2 separate regions of the Mus musculus genome follow, and region 2 is linked to region 1. Evidence: chromatin contacts called from public HiChIP or PLAC-seq data. All regions are on one chromosome and are shown on one strand. The core of a region is the stretch at or near the end of the contact, and the rest is flanking DNA. Distances in the headings are between cores, read along the strand shown.

The links. HiChIP or PLAC-seq counts read pairs in DNA pulled down with a chosen protein or histone mark.
Region 2: a contact with region 1 is called in an H3K4me3 HiChIP or PLAC-seq map of the SCID.adh cell line, with 12 read pairs. The contact joins the promoter of Gpr89 here to the enhancer-like site in region 1. A contact is called at or near these places in 7 of 39 promoter capture datasets (the C10 cell line, the HPC-7 cell line, embryonic stem cells and 2 more), 1 of 484 Hi-C or Micro-C datasets (extraembryonic endoderm stem cells), 7 of 115 datasets of contacts at active chromatin or transcription factors (the SCID.adh cell line, effector CD8 T cells, embryonic forebrain and 3 more) and 3 of 9 other capture datasets (adipose tissue, liver and pancreatic islet).

Annotation. Positions count from the first base shown.
Region 1 is chr3:96,769,879-96,776,487 of GRCm38.p6, reverse strand. Rnf115 (ring finger protein 115) reads right to left here. Exons shown (of 9, transcript NM_026406.3): 4 at 647-858. Among named protein-coding and RNA genes, the nearest start is that of Cd160, 41 kb to the left of the region's middle. Within about 2 kb of position 3,362, at least 10 of the 459 cell types and tissues checked have an H3K27ac peak or open chromatin away from gene starts, as enhancers often do. A contact at or near this core is called in the SCID.adh cell line and liver, where this site is marked.
Region 2 is chr3:96,901,804-96,908,412 of GRCm38.p6, reverse strand. It overlaps Gpr89 (G protein-coupled receptor 89), which reads left to right and starts at 3,115. Exons shown (of 14, transcript NM_026229.4): 1 at 3,115-3,231. The coding sequence starts at 3,190.

The sequences.
Region 1 (6,609 bases), core at 2,113-4,612:
ACTATATGGTCCTAGAATTCATTCTGTAGACCAGAGTGGCTTTCCAAAAATCCATGTACCTCTGCCTCTCCAGGGCTGGGAATAAAGGTGTGTGCTACCACATTCTTTTTGAGGCATGGTCTTAATATTTAGCCCAGGTTGGTCTTGAACTCATGCTCTTCACAGCCTGCCAAATGCTTACGAGCGAGAAGTATCAAACTTAGCCTTTTCTAAAATTTGACAAATCCCCTCTGAGATGTTAATAAAAATGCTATAGAAGCTCTCTATTTTATCACCAATCCTTTTTTTTTTTTTTTTTTTTGTCTTTTTTGGGGTTTTTTTGTTTTGTTTTGTTTTGTTTTTTTGAGACAGGGTTTCTCTGTGTAGCCCTGGCTGTCCTGGAACTCACTCTGTAGACCAGGCTGGCCTCGAACTCAGAAATCCGCCTGCCTCTGCCTCCCAAGTGCTGGGATTAAATAGCCACCACTGACTAGCTATTTAATCACCAATCCTTAAATGATAATTCTTGAGTATGACATTCAGTTTAGCTTCATTTTCATCCTGTTTATATTTCTGTCTTGTTCACAAAAGTCTGAGGACTTTATAAAGATTGGATTATGCCAGTAACAATCTAAACAGCCCTTAAGAACTCAAAACAACAACTCACCCTTCGATAGCTGGCGACCTGTCGGGACGAGTACTTCCGCGAGACCTGTATCTTCTTGTCATTGGCAACCTTGGAGGCCGACTTGGTCCCCAAAAGTCAGTGTGAGTTTGGTGACCTCTCTCATTGGCTCTATTATCTTGGTCCAGTGGATTGCTACTTAGAAATGGTCTAAAATCTTGTAAAAACATTGTGTGATCCAGATGGTCCCAAAGCTAGTGGGGGAAAAAAAAGCACATTAGTCTAGAATGTAGGAGGCTCAATCCCTTGTACTGGTTGATTGTAAACAAACACATTTTAAAAACTTAAAATAATTTTCTACATAATAAGAGAGCAAATGCCTAGCTCCTTTCCTTAACACTTACCTAATATCCATATCCACATGCCTTTGCAGTCTCCTCTCCAGAAATACACTATGAGCTAAAGGCCAGCACGGCCACCCATCCCAAGCATAACTACCAGTTCAAATCAGTGTTATACATTATGTTTTGTCACACTGGATCTGCATTCCCAACAAAACAAATGTTTTTCTCCACTTGTAAAGAACACTTCATCACTATGAAGTAGAGATAGATGTCTTTAAAATACATCTTTTGACTTGACTCTGGCATCAAAGACAGGCTGGGTCAAAACTATGCCAAAGCAGTGCAGCTATGACTGATGATAGCCTCTGTTGTACACATTTTCATCATTAATATGGGAGGGAGAGGGACTGGGTAAGCAAAGGGAAAAAGGCAAGGTAAATTAACTTTTTTAAAAGATTGGTTTTTTTAAACTATGTGTGTCTCTGTGAGTAGGTTTACATAGATGAATGCAGTGTTCAAGGAAGTCAGAAGAGGGCATAGGATTCCCTGGAACTAAGGTTGTGAGCCACAGAACACGGGTGCTGGGAACCCCACACCCATCCTCTGCAAGAGTATCGCGTGCTCCTAACTGCTGAGCCATCACTCCGGTCCAAAAAGAGACTCTTCTGCTTCAAAAGAATTTTATTTTCAAGTAGAAAGATACAGACACCAAACCCAAGCAACCCCCAACCACAGAAATGTTAGAAGCTCACAAGTTCCACCCAGCCCCTTCGGGGGCTACTGAGGGAAGCCGTGGAACCAGCTGTCTCTGTGCTCCTATCTGTGATTAAATGAACGGTCTCTGCCACGTGCTCCTACTACCAGGAACTGAACTGCCCCACCATGCCTTCCCCGTCATAATGAACTCTAACACTCTGAAACCGTGAACCAGAATAAACCATTATCCCCTTAAGCTGTCTCTGATAGATGCTGTAGTCACATAGATCCAAAAATAACTAATACAGAAACCATATATGTTTAGCTAACTGTAAGTATCATAAGCAACAAAGGCTTGCATTGCCTCAGGATACCACCACAGCACTCTTTTCAGTATCAATATGTCATGGATATTTTACATAATATATTCAACACATGTAAAATAGCACATGACTAAGATGTAGAGAAGATATAAGTCCATAAGCCATTTCGTTGTTATTGCCCTAAAGCTACTGAAATGCTATCCAAATATTTTGTTTATAATTCACTGGCTTGTTTTTTCTATTTGTTATTTTTAAATGCTTATTAGCATAAATTAATTATACATGTAGATAAAGACTTTTATCACATACACTCCCCATTACAGTTTATCTCCCTTCCACTCTTGCTGGTCCCTTCCTTTTCCCAACCAGCTCCCTTCTAATTAATGTCTCTTCCACTTTGTTTTTTAATTTTGTTATTGTTTTCTTTTGTATTGTATATTTTTTTGTTGCCCCTCTGAGTTTTAGCACGGTTGCTCACAGGGCATACATGATGTTATTTACAGACTTCCAGGCGCAGGGGCACATTACAGCAGTGTACCACGGAAGGCACTGCCTCTCCCCTCTCCCTCTCCCTCCCCCCCTCCTCCTTCTCCTCCTCCGTGGGGTCCCCTTCCCCCCCCATCCTCCTCCTCCTCCGTGGGGTCTGAGGACACCCTAGTCCTCACACTGGATCAGTGAGTGCTGTGCTCACGGAGCATCCCGTAGCCCGGGTAACTCTACGCTTTCGATTACTGTCAACTGTTAGCACAGCTGAGAAAATGGAAAAGCCAGAGCACCTTCAGCATCAGCTTCAGGAACTTGGCTACTTGTTGGGAAATGAAAAGTGGCACCAACTAATGCTAATAGTGTTTTTCTAGCCTACTTTCATCCCCAGATGACAGTGTGCCCTAACCACAGCACATAGAATAAAAGAGTACATCTCAGAACTTCATCCAAACCAACATGAAGGATAAGAATAGCTCCAGGTCATCTGTCTCAGAGCAGACTTACACAAGCATAAGGGAAAAGAACTCATTAACAGAACTGGGTCTTCAGGACACAACTTACTTAAATATAAACTAACTGAATGATTACAGAGTTTTAGTAAAACATCTGAAAGAATTTCATAGTTTGACAAATTTGGTCTTGAAAAATAACAACAAAATAATTTACTCTGAATAGAAGTAAAAAGACAAAGCTTCCAGTGTCATTATAAACAAGACAGAGCTGGGGCAGCTAAGCACACATTCCACAGTGAGGACTGGGGCCTGAATGTCAGCACCCATGTAACAAGCTGAATGCTCCAGCAAGCACTTGTCTCCAGCAGGAGGGCAGAGACGGGAGGGTTACTAGGCCTTGCTAGCATCAAGCTAGCCAAGAAAACTCTGACTCAACAGAAGAGGCAGTGTGATAAGGGTGACACCTAAGGGCCTCTTTTGGCCTCCACACATGCACACACCAGCACATTCATATGCACATGCACTCACACAGAGATGCATAAATATAAATCAGCAAACCTCTTAAAATATAAATAAAAATAAACAACAGGATAGATGATGTCTTCCACTTGACAGACCATGCTCTGAGACAACTGCAATCACATCCTCCACATACTTAAATGTTAAGGTGTTCCTCAGAGCTAAACAGTTATATGACACAAGAATCTCTATAAAAATAAGAGAGCTAAAACATATCACAAAGAAACATGTACAAACATATTAATAGCAGAACTCCTCCTAAAAGCCCAGTGTAAATGTCCAGTGTCTATGGGCTAACAGAGAGGCACACAGTAAGTCACATGGAGCTAGGCCTTAGCTAGTAGACGTCCTGCCTGCTGGATACTGAAGCTGAGGGATTGATTCCCAACACCAAAAGGAAAAGAATGAATGTCTGCACAATGAATGCAGCCACACAATGAAGGAAGTAGTAATGCATGCTACAACATGGAGAAACTTGAAAACATTATGCCAAGTAGAAAAAATTCAGTTAGAAAAGGTCACATTTTATATCATACTATTTATAGCTACTGTCCTACATAGAGACAGAAAGTGGATTGGTGTTTGATTAGTGTGGGGAAACTGTGGCAAAATAAGAAGTATAAATACTTAAAAGATTGGGGGCTAATAGAAGAGTTCTGGGGAGTAGAGAAAGAGTTCCTGATGTTTACTTATATGAAGTGTTTTGCAAGCACTGGACCTAAGTTCAATCTCACAAACCCACATTAAAAAGAAAAAAAACCTAAGTGTGAAATTATGCTAGCACTGGGAAAATAGAGATAGGCAGATCCCTGGAGCTTCATGGCCAGCCAGCCTAGCCTATTTGGTAAATTTCAGGCCAGTAGAGACCCTGTCTCAAAAGAAATGAGGGACACTGCCAAAAGAACAACACATACACACATCACACTCACACACAGACAAAGAGAGAGTGTGTCTATGTCTGACAGAGACACACAGAAAGAGACGGTGTATGCTTGAGTGTGATATGTGTGGGTGCTCTGGAATTAGTGGTAACTGCTATACAATGATGTGAACATGCTACACTGGTGAATTACATACTTTAAAAAAGTAAATTACACTGTATGTGAATTCCTTTCAATTTGAAAATATCACTAGACATAAAGAAACATATAGGTCCAGATACAATCCTAGCAACTTCATAATCTACTCTCATCAACAAATAGATCATCTAAACAAATTCAACACAGAAACTTCAAGGTTAAACTGTAGCACAGATCAAATGTGCTCATCAAATCTCTAATGAAGTCTGTCTACAGCTGCAGAGCACACACCCTTCTCAGTGGCCACAGAACAGTCTGTCTACAGCTGCAGAGCAAACGCCCTCTTCAGTGGCCACGGACTCCTCCAAAGCAAATCATATCTCAGACTGTAAAAAAAAAATTCTTAACAAATATAAAATAAATGAGTTTTTATATTTTGTCAGATGATAATGGAACAGGTAGAAATAAATGGCAAGAAAAACTACACATTCTATAGAAATGATAGAGACTGACACGCACTCTTGACTGATCAATGTCCCACTGAAAGATCATCGAACATAAAAGGGTCCTACAAGCAAATAAAAATGAAATTTACCAAAACCTTGTAAACTGTGAAGGCAGATCTAAGAGGAAAGCAGATAGGTGGGAGTGGTTATATTCAAAACAGGACTCAAATAAATGACTTGAAGATGTACCTCAAGGTCTTCGAAAAAAAGAGTAAGACAAATTCAAAATCAGTAGAAGAAAATAATAAAGGTAATAATACAGGTGATAAAGCAGACACTAAGACAATACAAAGAACCAATGAAGCATAGTTGAGAGATAATTAAGACTGACAAACCCTTATCTAAATTCATCAAGAGAGAACACACCAATAATATTAGATTCAAAATGAGGATACTTCAACAAATTCCAATAAAACCCTGGGATTCACAGTGAAATACTTGAAGAAAAACTTACATTCCAAAAAACTGCAAAATCTAAAAGAGATTTCTAGATTCATATGGATGAAAATTAAACCAAGAGGCTATGGAAGCCCAGGTGTGTCAAGGCTCACGCCTGTAATCTCAATCTTTCGGAAGCTGAAGCAAGGGGATTTCCTGAGTTTAGGCCAATCTGAACTACAAAGTGAATTCTTGTGTAAAAATGAAAAAGAAGAGAAACAGAAAAGACTTAACCTTTCCTATAACATGCTACTGAAACAGTAATAAGTTGTCTCCAATAAAGAGGCCAGGACCAGACAAACTCATTCAATCATACCAGAACTTCGAAGAACTAGAAGTTCTCAAAAATTGAACAAAATAGGGCTGGAGGGATGGCTCAGTGGTTAAGAATACTACTGGCTGCTCTTCTAAAGGTCCTGAGTTCAATTTCCAGCACCCACGTGGCAGCTCACAACTGTCTATAGTTGTAGTCACATTGGATCCAATGCCCTCTTCTGGTGTGCAGGTGTACATGCAGACAAAATATCCATACGCATAAAAGAAAAATGTATTTTTAAAAAAATCTATAAAATAAAAAGGGAACATTATCAAATTTATTCTATAAAGCTACCATTACTCTGTTACCAAAACAAGATAAATACATTACAAGAAAAAAATCTAGAGATTAATTTCCTTGGTGAACACAGATATAAAATTTGTAGGAATAAAAGTCAAGTGCACATTAAGAAGCTCACACTCCCTCTAGCTGTGGTGGCGCACGCCTTTAACCCAAGCACTCAGAGGCAGAGGCAGAAGCAGAAGCAGAAGGATCTTTGAGTTGTAGGCCAGCCTGATTTACAGAGCGAGATCCAGGACAGCCAGGGCTACACAGAGAAACCCTGTCTCCGAAAACAAGGAAGAGGAGGAGGAGGAAGAGATGAAGGAGGAAGAGGAGGAGGAAGGAGTGAAGAGGAAGAAAGAAAAAGAGGAAGAGGTGGTGGAGGAGGAGCATCTGCAGCAGCAGTGGCAGCAGCAGCAGTGGCAGCAGCAGCTCACACACCATGACCAAACTGGCTTCATTACACGATGCTATGATAGTCCAACATGTACAAACCAGTAAATGGAGTGAAGCATGTAAAGAGCCTTAAGGACAGAAATCACGTGGTTACCTTGATAGATACAGAAAAAAATCTTTTAAAACTACAGTATTCCTGCATGATAACAAGCTTTGAGGGTATTAAAA
Region 2 (6,609 bases), core at 1,866-4,365, 130 kb before region 1:
CAGATTTAAATTAATGAAAATGTGGTGAAATATTAAGTCAACGTTTTAATTCTTGGACTTTCAGACCAAGCCACAAAATCTAAGGACTCTGATCCTCCACAGCTACAGCTTTTCAAGAGCACAAACACTTCAAACTTACTTTCCTTTTTTCTTTCTTTCCTTTTCTTTTCCTTTCTATTCTTTTCTTTTCTTTAAATGGTCCTCGAATAGCCTGGGAACTCAGTTTACCAAGCACTCCAGGTTACTGAAGACCAAGAGAGAATTTAATTGAAAGAGGAGAGTCAGCAGAAGAAACTGCTGCTCTCCCCAAGTCCCCTCAAAAGCGGCATTAGATTTTCCGGGAATCAACTGTCAGGATAAATGGCTGGCTTCTCCCCGACAGTTCACCAGCCTCAACCCAACTGTCAGAGAAGCTAGCTGAAGGAGCTTAGTGTGTGTCCAGGATTTTGGAACACATACATTAAAAGTCCCTTGCTTAGAGAAAGTTGAAAGTTTGGATAAATATTACTTGTGGTTCATCTTCTTTACTATACAGAGTTGGAGAGGTCCTGCCTTGCTGAGGCACACCTGTAATCTCAGTGCTGAGATGTGAGACAGGAAGATTCCCCCAGGCTCACTAGCCTGCCAGTCTAGTCTAATTGGTAAGCTCCAGGCCAATGAGAAACATTTTCTATACACATACAAGTGCACATACATGTGCATATATGCACAGACATGCATTAACAATAAAAAGAAATTCTTTTATCATGTAAGTGTATGATATACTGTCTGATAGAAAAACCATTAAAAAATCAACTATGTACATCTAGAAACTAGGCAGATGACTGGGCAATAAACTACTTGCCATGACAGCATGCAAAATAGGGTTCAGGTCCCCTGAATTCTGGTAAGAATGCCAAGCAGGGCCGCACATAACTGTAATCCCAATGCTAAAGAAATGGAGACAGAAGGATCTCTGGGACTTGCTGGGCAGCGAGTCTATCCAAATCAGCAAACTCCAGGTTCACTAGAAGATGCTGTCAAAGCATAAGACAAAGGACATTGAAGGAAGGTGCAGGAAGGCACTCAGTGTTCACCTGTGGTCTCTACATGAACATGTGAGCACACATACATATGTGGATACATATCAGGATACCCAATACCGAGTATCTCAGACTTCAAAATACACCAGTATTGCACTCCTGTCTGACTGTCTAGCCAAAGTCGTGATGTTAAATCCCACGCCACGATAAGGTAGGTACTTATCTAAAATGAGTGAATGCCAAGCCGACATCCACCTTCCTAGAAAGGTGGTTAGTCTTAGAGCAAGAAGCACTTTCTGTTCCACGCAGGCACAGAGGATAGGTGACCAGAGGTTCAGAACAATCCCTAGTGTTGCTTTCACGTATCAATCCCAACTTACATATTCAATTTTAAATTTCATCTCTGTGTGTGCTTACTTAAGTTCACAAATCCTATAGATCAAATTAGTTAGGCATAATAATTATACAAGTACAATTTCCCAGTGTCCTCCACTATCCCACAGCTTTGAATGACAGTTGAGTGCCACATTGTAGGCAGCTATCTGCTTCCCTGAGAGATGGGACCAGGAACACAGAGTTCTGTGATTTAAGAGACTCTCATGGTAAGGCAGCCTCCACAGCTCCCTGGCACTCTGGTACAGGTATTTGGTATTTGATATGTAGTTTGTGCTGTGTGCTATCTGGTTTTATGTCAATTTGACACAACCTAAAGTTATCTAAGAAGAAGGAAACTCAATTGAGAAAAATGCCTCCATAAGATTGGACTGGAAGCAAAATTGTAGAGCATTTTCTTAATTAGTGATTGGTGATAGAAGGCCCAGTCTATTGTGGGTGTTGCCATGTCTGAGTTATACACATATGAAGCAGGCTGAGCAAGCCACAAGTAAGCCAGTAAGCAACACACACACACACACACACACACACACACACACACACACACCCATTGCCTCTGCATCAGCTCCTGCCTCAGGATCCCTGCCCTGTTTGAGTTCCTGTCATGACTTCCCTCAAAAGGGAACTACAGTGTGAAAGTGTAGGCTGAAATAAACCCTTTTCTCCCCAACTTGTTTTCGGTCATGGTGTTTCAACACAGCAATAGTAGCCCTAACTAGGACAGGCTGCTTGGTAAGACAGGCTTCAGATCAAAGGAACAGGGGTCTTTCTTTATGTGTGGCAACCTGGGGGAATGTTCTTGTTTATTTATATTATAATCTGAGCACTCACTTTCTAGATACCAGCATCCCCTGCAACATACACTTGCACCCTTACAAGCCTTGACTGTAACTAGTCTTTACAATAAGACTAGCTAGGGTTCTAGTGGGAAAAGTCTAAGTCCCATTGTAGTATATTAAGCCTTCATAAATGGAGTATCTAATGGAAGGAATTATAATTCACTTTGTAGTTGAGCCACAGCCACTCAGACTGTGTTGGGAAGGGGGAAACTACTTTCTAACATAGCCCACCTTTAAGACTCCTACGTAATTATTATTTTGAATTAAAATCTGTCTTCATGTAATTTCTCGTCCTTTGGCCTAATACTCCACACCCTAAAGCGCCAACTATAATGGCGGTCTCATTAGAGTCCAATGAGTGCACACTCTTATAAGCCGTGTGCTTTTGACGTTATCATATCAGAAATTTACTTAGCTATGTTTGAGAAGACTCTTACGTTCCTGTCCACCATCCTTTCGCTTATAGATGTCACACTGCTTTTTAAACCAAGTAAAATCTGTAACATCTGCAACACACTACTTGACTTAAAGCCTCACTCGCTATGTTAACTTATTTTTACTTTCTGCCGTGTTGGGAATGTCACTGAGGACCTCGCACAACTCTCACCCCAGTGTTTCTAGCTATGAAAAATATAAAAATAATTTCATTATATTTAATGGCAGTGCCACTTAAAGCAAATGTTACCTCTCCTCACCTCCTTGTGCCTACTAAGAAGAAACACATCTGCTTTGAGTCTACCCAGCGGCTTCCAGCCCTGCCCACCCTCACCTTCCAGGCAAACGGAGAATGCGGCCGCTGATTGGCTGGCTAGGGCGCATCTTGATGACGTAAGCACGCGCCAGGCCAGGCCGCCTACCACAGCAGGTGGACAGGTCTTAAGCCGCGGCTTCTCTGAGGGGTAGACAGCTGGGCATGGGCCTCCCGAGGCTTCGCCATGAGCTTCCTGATCGACTCCAGCATCATGATCACCTCCCAGGTGAGCCTTGGGAGAACCTGGATTTGCTCAGCCCGCTCCCTTGCCCGGGTGGCGAAGGCTGACGTGTGGTGCTGTCACTCACCTAGCGTGCGTCCCCAGACTCTGGGGAGGGCCTGGCTGGCCCCAGCGCTGAGCCGGTGCCATGCGGGGGTCAGTACCCACGGCGCCCCGAGGCTTCCGGGCAGCTCCGCGGACCACGGAGCCTGGAGAAGCTTGGCTCCCGGCGGGAGGCCCACGGCAGCGTGCCTACCAGGGCTGAGGACCGGGACGGGTATGGGCTTTGCAGGATCCGGGTGCTGACACGTTTGCCTCCGCGAGGTCCAAGTCTGAGCTTTCCTTTGTGCAGTGACACCTCATCTTTCGTTCTCTGGTTGCTGTTCACTCTTTGCGGGTCGCGGTCGACCCACGTTTTCTTCTCACTTGGCCACCTCTATCTACCGTTAAACAAAACCGAAGAAGTATAAACCACTGGCAAGTTCTGCTCGCTTCGTCTAGTGAGCCTCTTGCTTTTCCCATCAGTCGTGTCTCTCCAGGGTTTCCTCCCACCCCACCCCAAGTGTTTATGATAGCCCTGATATCATGTATGTATTTATGTGCATAGCCATGTACCCACTTTCAAATGCAAGCACTCACTAAGCAACTGCAGACGCTTCTTTGCTTGCATTATCGCTCTCACCCCGCATCTTTCCAGTAAAAGATTTTTTTTTCTCTTCATCGCATCCAAATGGCAAGGGAAAGAAACAGTTCCCCTGAGGGACGTAAGTGAGGTACATCCTTGAATTTAGGGTTTGTGCAGCTGCATCCCAATGCTTCCCTCAGCAGAGCATTGCCCTCACCTCTTGAAAACGTCGGTAACAACACTTAAGAAAATGTAAAACAAGAAAAAGCCAACCCATTTCACCACTCTAATACAGTAACCATTTTTCCCTTTTCAAAATTAATACCTTTCAAGTACATTTGACTGCTTTTGTTGCTAGCATAGTGTTCAAATCTGTAAATACACAAAACTCTGGACACTCTGCCTTCTGCTTCAAATCTCTCTGCGCCTCCCCTGTTGTCCTTGATAATGACACAGAGTGGCTTTCAGCCTTACTACCAATTCAAGAAAAAAAAAAACATTTAAGTTTTAAGAGTTTTTCCCCCCACAGGTAAATATAAATGTCCATTCCCAGCTTGTTAAAGAGTACAAAAATAAGAGTATAATTAGAAAATTTCCATGCACTTTCACCTGTGAGATTAACATGAACATAATTCAAAAGTTCCCAAGAATATGGCTTTCTAAACTTTTATGCCTTAAATTTATAATCTTTAACTTTTACAAATATATCCACATGAAATATTAAATTTAACCAACCAAAGTGCTGAAATCTAAAACCCAAACAATCCTTTGCGTCAAATGTTCCCTGTCTTTATATGTTTTGGGGCTACTTTGCCATCATTGAGGTGTTAATTAAATGAAAATGTCACCACAGGGAGGCGTAACTTGTCCCCTATCAATAACCAAAGGGGCCTTTCATTCCAGCCACTTTCTTTCTCATGTATGTTTTATTTTCCTTCCCCATGAAATCCAAGATAGTATCTTTCTTACTCTCTCTTGTATTCCCTAGCATCTGACCCATTTGGTGGCAGAGTGGAGGCCAAGTAAGGCCTTAGGGAAATGTGGTTAACAGGAAAGCAATGCATGCACCATTTTTCCTGTTCCATATGAACTGGAAGGTTTATGTGGTATGAAATCAGAAACTTCATATCAGAGACTCTCACCTCAGGCCAATGAGATGACTGAGCGGATAAAGGCACTTGCTGCCCAAGCCTGAAACCTGAGTTAGATCTTGGTGCTCAGAATGGAAGGAGAGAACTAACTCCCAAAAATTGACCCCTGCCTTCTACTTGCAAGCGCATGTGCAAGCACACAAATAATAAAAGAAATTAAACTTTATAAAACTTATTACCTCTGACATTTTTGTTCATGCCACAGAATAAAGCACAAAGTCCTTAACATGTCATATATAGCGGCTTACGATAGGACCCTGACTTTTGGCTATTTAGCCTTGTGTCTCACTCACCATGTTCTCATTTTGTTTTTTATACTGTATAGACTTCCTAAACTTCTTTTAGTTTCTTAACCTGGCTGTGCCATCGTGCCTCCAGATTTCCACAGTGTCTTTTTATGGAATTCTCCCCCTCATACCTGCCCCTCTCCCTCCTGGCCAGCTGATTGCTGTTCAGCCTTCACATTTCAGCTTGGATATCCAAATACTTCTGAACCAAGTTAGACCAGTGTTTCTCTTCATGTCACCATAATGCCCTTCACTCATGTCCCTTCTGGGCTGCCATACTGTCTTATAGTTACTCGTTATCTCTTTCATAAGTTATCTGCCCTTTGAGAGCAGCAGTCACCAATCTACCTCCAGCACTTGGCACACAGTAATCACTAAGAAGTATTGGCTAATGGATAGAAGCATGAGTAAATCCCAAGAGAGGTGTCTTTCCCAGTTAATTCTTGCTAACTGTTCTGCCAACCATTGTCTTTTTTTTTTAATCTACCCTTCCAACCTTGAAGTCATTTCATAAAAGCAACTGTCATCCACCTGTGCTGAGCTGTGTTCAGCTGTTACGTTTTATCAGTTCCAGAGTCCACTCATAAGTCCCCGCAGTACACTGAGCGCAAGGTCAAGGGTCTGCTCTGCACAGTTGTAAAACTGTTCACTTTAAAAAAAAAAAAAAAAAAAAAAAAAAAAGTCATGCAGGTTCCAGTATATTTGAAAAGATTTTGAAGTTGCTTTTTCCTTTATAGTGTTGCAAGAGTTCATATTTATCCTGATATAATAAATACTCCAATTTCTTCCTTTCTTCCTTCCTTTCTTTTATTTTTTAAGAGAAGGTCTCAGTATGTTGCTCAAAGCTGACCTCAGATTTCTGGGCTCGGGACCCTCCTGCTTTGCCTCCTGAGCAGCCCCACTGCTGGCTCAGATAACCACACCAACTGTACTTGCTTGTTCATCTGCGCAGGATTTAAAAGCCCTTTCAGGCTTTGTCAGTGGAGCATGTGAGAACTCATTAAAGCTATATATCTGCCCCTGTGTCCCCATTCTATATCTATATCATCATCCAAACTTCTTATTTCTTGTCTGAGATTCCATCCTTTTTATCTTGATTGTTTTTTTGTTTTGTTTGGGTATTGATTTTCATTAAGTTACACATCTGACCATACATACCTCTCCCATTCCTAAGTGCCCAACTTGACACCTTTCTTCATGGCTGCCAGTCATGAGTACCTGATAACACATTAAAGCTGCTTGCTCGCTCTCACGCTCTCTCTCTCTCTCTCTTTCTCTCTCTCTCTTTCTCCTCCCATTCTCTATCTCATCATACAAACGC